2 separate regions of the Callithrix jacchus genome follow, and region 2 is linked to region 1. Evidence: chromatin contacts called from public Hi-C data. All regions are on one chromosome and are shown on one strand. Each heading gives the region's core, a stretch centred on a gene start, on an enhancer-like site or on the middle of the called end of the contact. The rest is flanking DNA. Distances are from core to core; before and after follow the strand shown. Region 1 overlaps DOK4 (docking protein 4). Region 2 holds the start of ADGRG5 (adhesion G protein-coupled receptor G5).

The links. Hi-C and Micro-C count contacts between places; a contact is called where the count stands out from the background.
Region 2: a Hi-C map of skeletal muscle shows a contact between it and region 1, with 4 times the contacts expected there. The contact joins the promoter of ADGRG5 here to the enhancer-like site in region 1. A contact is called at or near these places in 3 of 3 Hi-C or Micro-C datasets (induced pluripotent stem cells and skeletal muscle).

What each region holds. Positions count from the first base shown.
Region 1 is chr20:15,354,768-15,357,748 of calJac240_pri, forward strand. DOK4 (docking protein 4) reads right to left here. Exons shown (of 9, transcript XM_054248620.2): 3 at 480-587; 4 at 213-327. Among named protein-coding and RNA genes, the nearest start is that of DOK4, 9.0 kb to the right of the region's middle. Within about 2 kb of position 1,599, at least 5 of the 16 cell types and tissues checked have an H3K27ac peak or open chromatin away from gene starts, as enhancers often do.
Region 2 is chr20:15,407,987-15,411,123 of calJac240_pri, forward strand. It overlaps ADGRG5 (adhesion G protein-coupled receptor G5), which reads left to right and starts at 1,502. Exons shown (of 13, transcript XR_004737308.3): 1 at 1,502-1,608. CCDC102A (coiled-coil domain containing 102A) reads right to left here. Exons shown (of 9, transcript XM_054248447.2): 2 at 789-1,512. The coding sequence starts at 1,373.

The sequences.
Region 1 (2,981 bases), core at 349-2,848:
CTTATGCCACCATGCACAGTAGGGAGGGCAAGGACAATGGGTCTATCCCGCCTCACCCCTGGGGGCCTGCTCCCTCAAAGCATCCCCCAACCCCACACACACACCACCACCATCTCCACCCAGGGTTAGCCCTGCTCTGCCTGCTCCTGGCTAGACCTCTGACCACAGCCACCCCAGGGGAGGCAGATGGAGGCCTGCACTCAGCGCCTCACCTGAGTCACAGGTGAAGGTGCGTGCCGAGTCGTCAGTGAATATGATGGCCACTGCCTGCCTTTTGGTCTCCTTGGGGAGCCGCGTGACGCACTTGACGTTGCTGATCTCTGTCACCTGGGACAGCATCCACAAGGGACTTAGCCAGGCGGGCGCCTCTCTCTGCATCCCCCACAGCTCTGCCACCCCCAGGAGGGTGTGCAGACCTCAGGCCTCAGCAGACCGCCTTTGCTTACAGGTTGGGGGAGCTAGGGCCCAGGCCTCCTAACCTTGGGGCAGCCCCGGAGGCACACCGACTTCTCATCCGGATACTTTTCCAGCCGCTGGGGCCCCTTGCTGGAGGATTTCCGGAACACCAGCCAGCACCTCCGGTAGATCTGTGGGGCAAGATGACATGAGCCGACCTCCCTGGACCACTCCCACCCTGCCAGCACGGCCCTGCAGCCACCCCTGCCTGCCACAGGGGGCAGTGCTGCGCAGGGTTCCCTGAAGCCCCAGCCTGAGTGTGTGCACCGCTGAGTTTAGTGAGAGTTGCCAACGTTCATTGAGTGCTTCCTGCTCACACACTGTTACTAACACTCTGCACAGTCTCAGGGCCACTCCTGTTATCATCCCCATTTTATAGATGGGAAAGTGAGGCATCAAAACGCTAAGGAATGGTGATGCTGGTATTTGCAGCAGGCTGTCTAGATCCAGAGCCGACCCTCACAGCCCACTGTAGGATCTGGCCAGGGCTCAGGCAGTGCCAGCCACCACAGAGGGGCCTCCTGGGAACAGGGATTGGATCCTCGCCCCCTGCCAACCTGCACATCCCTGAGCCCCTAGTTCTCTGAGTCAGGTGAGAGCTCTTTACATAGGTAACACTCACTCTTGTCTCTGGGAGCTTCCACTCTTCATTCACTTACCAACCCTGGAGTGTAAGGGGCCCTGTTCCATCTGGGAACCCAAGGCTGTTCGAGGTTAAGGGGCGGAGCTGGGAATCTGGGGCTCCTCCCACAGCATGGTGCCTTCCCTCCTTGTCCGGGCCACTGCCAAGACCCCTGTATCTTAAACCACCTATGTTCTCTGTAGCTTCACGGATTCCTCCCGTGGGGTGAGGAGTAGTGGGGAGGGGAGGGGAGTGGCCACCCTAGGACTGAAGGGACAGACGGGCCTATCATTCACGGTGCAGAGGGTTTGGCCCTAGCCAGCCACCTCAGCTGCCCTTGCACAGCCCCTCCCTCCCGCCTAGGCTCTTTTCTGCCCAAAGTCTGTGGTTGGGGTTTACCTACTCCTTCCAGCGGGCATTCCAGAAGCCTGGCAGAGCCCATTCTCCGGGCATCTCTGGTGTTCCTCTTACTGGAAACAGCAGGGAGACAGTGGCAGCCGAGAGCATGGCAGAGGAGGCCAGGAGACCTCTGGGCCCCATCCCCTCCTCAGCCCTACTGTGTCATGGGTGCACTAGGTCCTTGGCAGGCAAGGTCCCAGGGTGCAGTAGTCCTAGGCAGCCCCCATTTCAAGATGCCCCTCAGAGCCAGGCCATTCCTGGCTCCTCGCTGGTACCCTAGGAGGCATATCTACTCCTGCACCCCTGACCTGGCTTGGCCCCTGTTCTATCCACCTAAACCTCAGCGGCCCTCAGCTCTCAGCTGCAGTGCTCCTTTAAGACAGACGCTGAATTTTATCTTCAGAATCCTCACTCAAACCCTGGTAGCCTCATTAACAGCCGTGGTAAGCAAGTGAATGACCACATGAAGGAACTGCGAATGAATGGATGGATGAATGGATGGATGCTGCCAACCCAGATACACCCTGCCAGGGTGGGCTCCAGGCAGCCCACAGCATCAGGGGCAGAAGGCCTGGGGGCCTGGCACGTCGGTTGCCTGGTTACAGGATACACATTCACAGCCCCAGGGAGCCACGTGCTCAAGAGCCCTCCTTCCCACTTCGCACAGGGCTTTGATCAGTGCTTCAGAAACACTCTGCCACAGCTCTGCCACAGGAGAAAGGCCCTGGCAGGTAGGAGAGCCAGCTCCTGATCTCTTTCAGCCCCTCCCCCTCGCCTCTGTAGGCTGAGATGAGAATGGCTGCTGCAGCCTCTCACACCAGGGGAAGTGAGGCTCCTGTCTTCAGAGGGAAGAGAATTCCCTGCATGGAGAGGACCTGGCCACGCCCCACCCCCCCATCCGGGCTGTGCCCACCTGTCAGCCACTCAGTCTCCCTTGGGAACAGGTTTGATACTGAGCATGAGTGGTTGCCCTGTAGCTGGTGCCTTCTTGGCATGCTCTGCCCTGGGCAAGGCCTCAGCCCACCTGGGGACCTGCTAAGTCTGGGGCCAAAGGAATGAGCAGTGATGTTAGAAGCTAGGCCTCCGCTTCCTTGGGCTCCCTGCCTCGGCCTCAGCTTCTCTTTGTTCTGTGCTCCAAGTCAGTGGGCTGATCCCTCTTTCAGAGGAAGAGTAAAGAGCAAAGTAGCCAATGGCTGCCAGGGCCCAGTCTCAACTAGGTTGAGCCCCAGGGCAGGGAGGCACAGGAGGGGAGGTGGGGCCAGAACCACCCTTTCCAAGGCCAGCCCTGCTCTGTCTGGTACCCAGGTAGGGAAGCCCGGCAGCATCCCCCCACCCTACTCAGGCTGAACCAGGAAGCCTTGAGCAGCCTGAACCTACCTGCGCCTTTAAGGGAATGGGAGAGAGAAGGGAGAGAGGATAGGAGTCCTGGGTCAAACAGGAGACTTGGGTGACCTCCATCACCAGGGCTGTCCTTCCTACAGGGGAAGGGGCAGCTGCCAGACCT
Region 2 (3,137 bases), core at 252-2,751, 53 kb after region 1:
CACATGTTCAGCTTAGTGCTGCAGGGTGCCCATTGAATGACGGCAGTTGCTATTACTCCCATTTGCCAAAGTCTCCAGGTCCTCTCAGCCTCTAGACTGCACAGGCAGTTTCCATCACCTGGAATGCCTTTGGGCACTTTTTGTCTTAATTTTTATTTTCTAGAGATAGAGTTTGTTGCCCAGGCTGGAGTGCAGCAGTGTAATCATAGTTCACTGCAACCTTGACCTCGTGGGCTCAAGAGATCCCTCCTGCCGCAGCTACAGCCTCCTAAGTAGCTGGTACTCCAGGTACGAACCGCCTTGTCCTGCCCTCCTGGCACTTTTCACGGCTAATTCCTACTCATCATCCTAGTCTCAGCTTGAATGTGATCTCTTCCAGAAAAGCTTCTGTGAAGCCTGTGTCAGGGACTTCCTGTGTGATCCTAGTGCCCCGATTCCCCCACCGCTCAGCTCTGATTGAATGAATGGATTCAGCTCTGCTACAAATCAGCTAACTTCCAGGCAAGCTGCTGCATCCCTCTCCTGCTCAAAGGGATGATTCCTTGGTTATGTTGACTTCTCAGTTGTGGGAGTGGAGGGATCACAGAACTTGGGATTCTCCACCCTGAGGTCTCCGGAAGGAAGTCTGAAGCCCCACGGAGGTAGAGCCCGACCTGGAGAAGTGAAACCACCAGGAAGCCAAGCCTTGACTGGCTCCTGTCTGAGCCCAGCAGCCCCAATTCAGCTCAGCCAATCAGCTCCCCCAACTTGGGAGACAGGAGCGCGAACGCCCCGCCCCCGCCGCGCACCTGGCTGCCCGGCGGCCTCTCCGATCCCACGTCGCGCACAGGCTCGCGCTCCGCCTCCGGCTCAGGGCCTTCGCGCGTGTGGTCGGCGGTGCCCCGGGCGCCCCGCAGCCGCGCCAGCTCGCGGCCCCGTGCCTCGCACTCGCCCTGCGCCTCCTGGCGCTCGCGCCGCGCGCCTGCCAGCTCCTTGGTTAGCGCGTCCAGGCGCTGGCGCAGCTGGCGCACCTCCTCGCGCGCGCGGTTGCGCTCGGCGCGCACCTTGCTCCACTTCTCGCGCCAGTTGGCCGTGCAGTCCGACCACCAGCGCATTGTCTTCTCCATCTGCGCCGCCCGCGCCCGCGCCTCCTCCAGCTCCCGCAGCCGCAGCTCCTCGCGGCTCTCCCAGTCGCCGTCGGCCAGCAGCGGGGGCGCGGGGGGCAGGGGCAGCGCGGGCGGCGGCCCTGGCGAGGGCGTGCCGCTGGGCGGCGTGGGCGGCAGCGAGTCGGCAGGCCCCATGCGCTCTGGCGACGGGCTGCCCAGGATGGTCAGGAGGCTGCCCTTGGACAGCTGAGGAGACTCGGCCAGCCGGGGGCTCGGCCCGTGGCTCATGGTGCGGCCGGGCGGACCCTGGGCTTGAACTCGCGGACCGGCTCACGGGCGGCTCCGGGGACGCGCGACGGACGCGATACCACTGTGCATGATGACGCCGCGCCCCGCTTCTCTCCGGGCAGAGGACGTCTCCTCGGGCCTGTGAGAGAACACAACCATTATCGGACGGTGACCACCATCAGTCCGGAAGATCAGCCGCGCGAAGGGCTCGGTGGAGGGAACAGAATGGCCAAAGGTGAGAGAAAAGAGTTCTGTTCCAGGAGAGTCCCAGTGAGGCAGGACTGCTGGAGCAAGGGCCCGCAGCGGCATCCTCAGTGGCCTCCAGATTCCCCGCCAGTCCCTTCACCCAGCGGCGCTGTTCTGAAACCTTGATCTGTTCTTTATCCTCCCAGTCCCATCTCACACACTGATGTCGTATCTACACTACCATCCCACTCGGCACGGGACTCACGCGGGGACACTGGGCTGCTGCCGGGAGTCGTCTCCCTGCCTCTTCCTGCACTGGGCTGACTCTTATCATCCCTAAACCTCCTCTGAGATATCACCTCCTCCTGGAAGCCCTCCTGGAGTACCTCAGTCCAGGTCCATCAGCCCCTTCTGTGTCTCCATCACTGCGCTAACTTACCTTGTCATTTATGTGTCTCCTCTGTGCCCTTATCCAAGGCTGTGAGAGTTTGCTGTGGGCCGGGACTGGGTCCACTGCTTTAGTCCCAACACATGATAATGACATTTGTGGAGGGCAGGCCACAGGCCAGGCACTGTGCCCATGGCTTTAGTTGAATGATCTCATTTATTCCTCAAAGAGTGGAGGTGAGGAAAACGATTATCTCCACTTATGGTATCTATGAGTCAAATTCAAACTCTGGTAAGGATTTGCTGAATGAATGCATGTCCGGGGGATGATGATGGAAATAAACAGTCCTCAGAGGGCAGGGGCTTCTGAGAGTGCAGCAGGATGTTCCCTCCCCTTCTCTGCCAGAACCACCACCCCTCCCTGACACCCTGACTCACTGCAAACATATCTTGTTCTCTGTCTCACTTTACCTCCCCATCGCCCAGCACTGGGTTCTGCCATTTATGGGCCATTTCCGAGAGGATGTCGGGGCGAGGTGGCTCACACGTGTAATCTCAGCACTTTGGGAAGTCGAGGCAGGTGGATCACCTGGGGTTGGGAGTTCAAGACCAGCCTGACGAACATGGAGAAATCCTGTCTCTACTAAAAATACAGAATTAGTGGGGCATGGTGGTACATGCCTGTAATCCCAGTTACTCGGGAGGCCGAGGCTGGAGAATCGCTTGAACCTCGGAGGTGGAGATTGCCATGAGCCGAGACTGTACCATTGCACTCTAGTCTGGGCAATAAGAGTGACAATCTGTCTCAAAAATAAATACATAAATAAATAAAAAGTAAATGAGAGGCATGTCCCTCTCTGTCCCCAACCTGAACCAGTCTCCCTCCATAGCAGCCTCTGGTGACTGCCACCAACAGCCCCTTGGGACATCACACCTTTCCTTCCCCATTAGGTGGAGAGCCCTGGTCCCCAAGACCCACCCTTTTGGAGTGATCAATGCACTGTCAGTGGGACTCTTGGCACTGGCTGTCCCCAAGGCTGCCTGGCAGCCCTCTATGTCCCCTCTCCACTCTCTGCCAACCTCTGATCCCCCTCACTCTCAGCAGATGATCTAATGTCATGGTTTGCAGTGAAAAAGGAAGCTGTCCAGCCCCTCCTCTCTGTCCCTGAGAGGACAGAGGGGTTCTCCTTC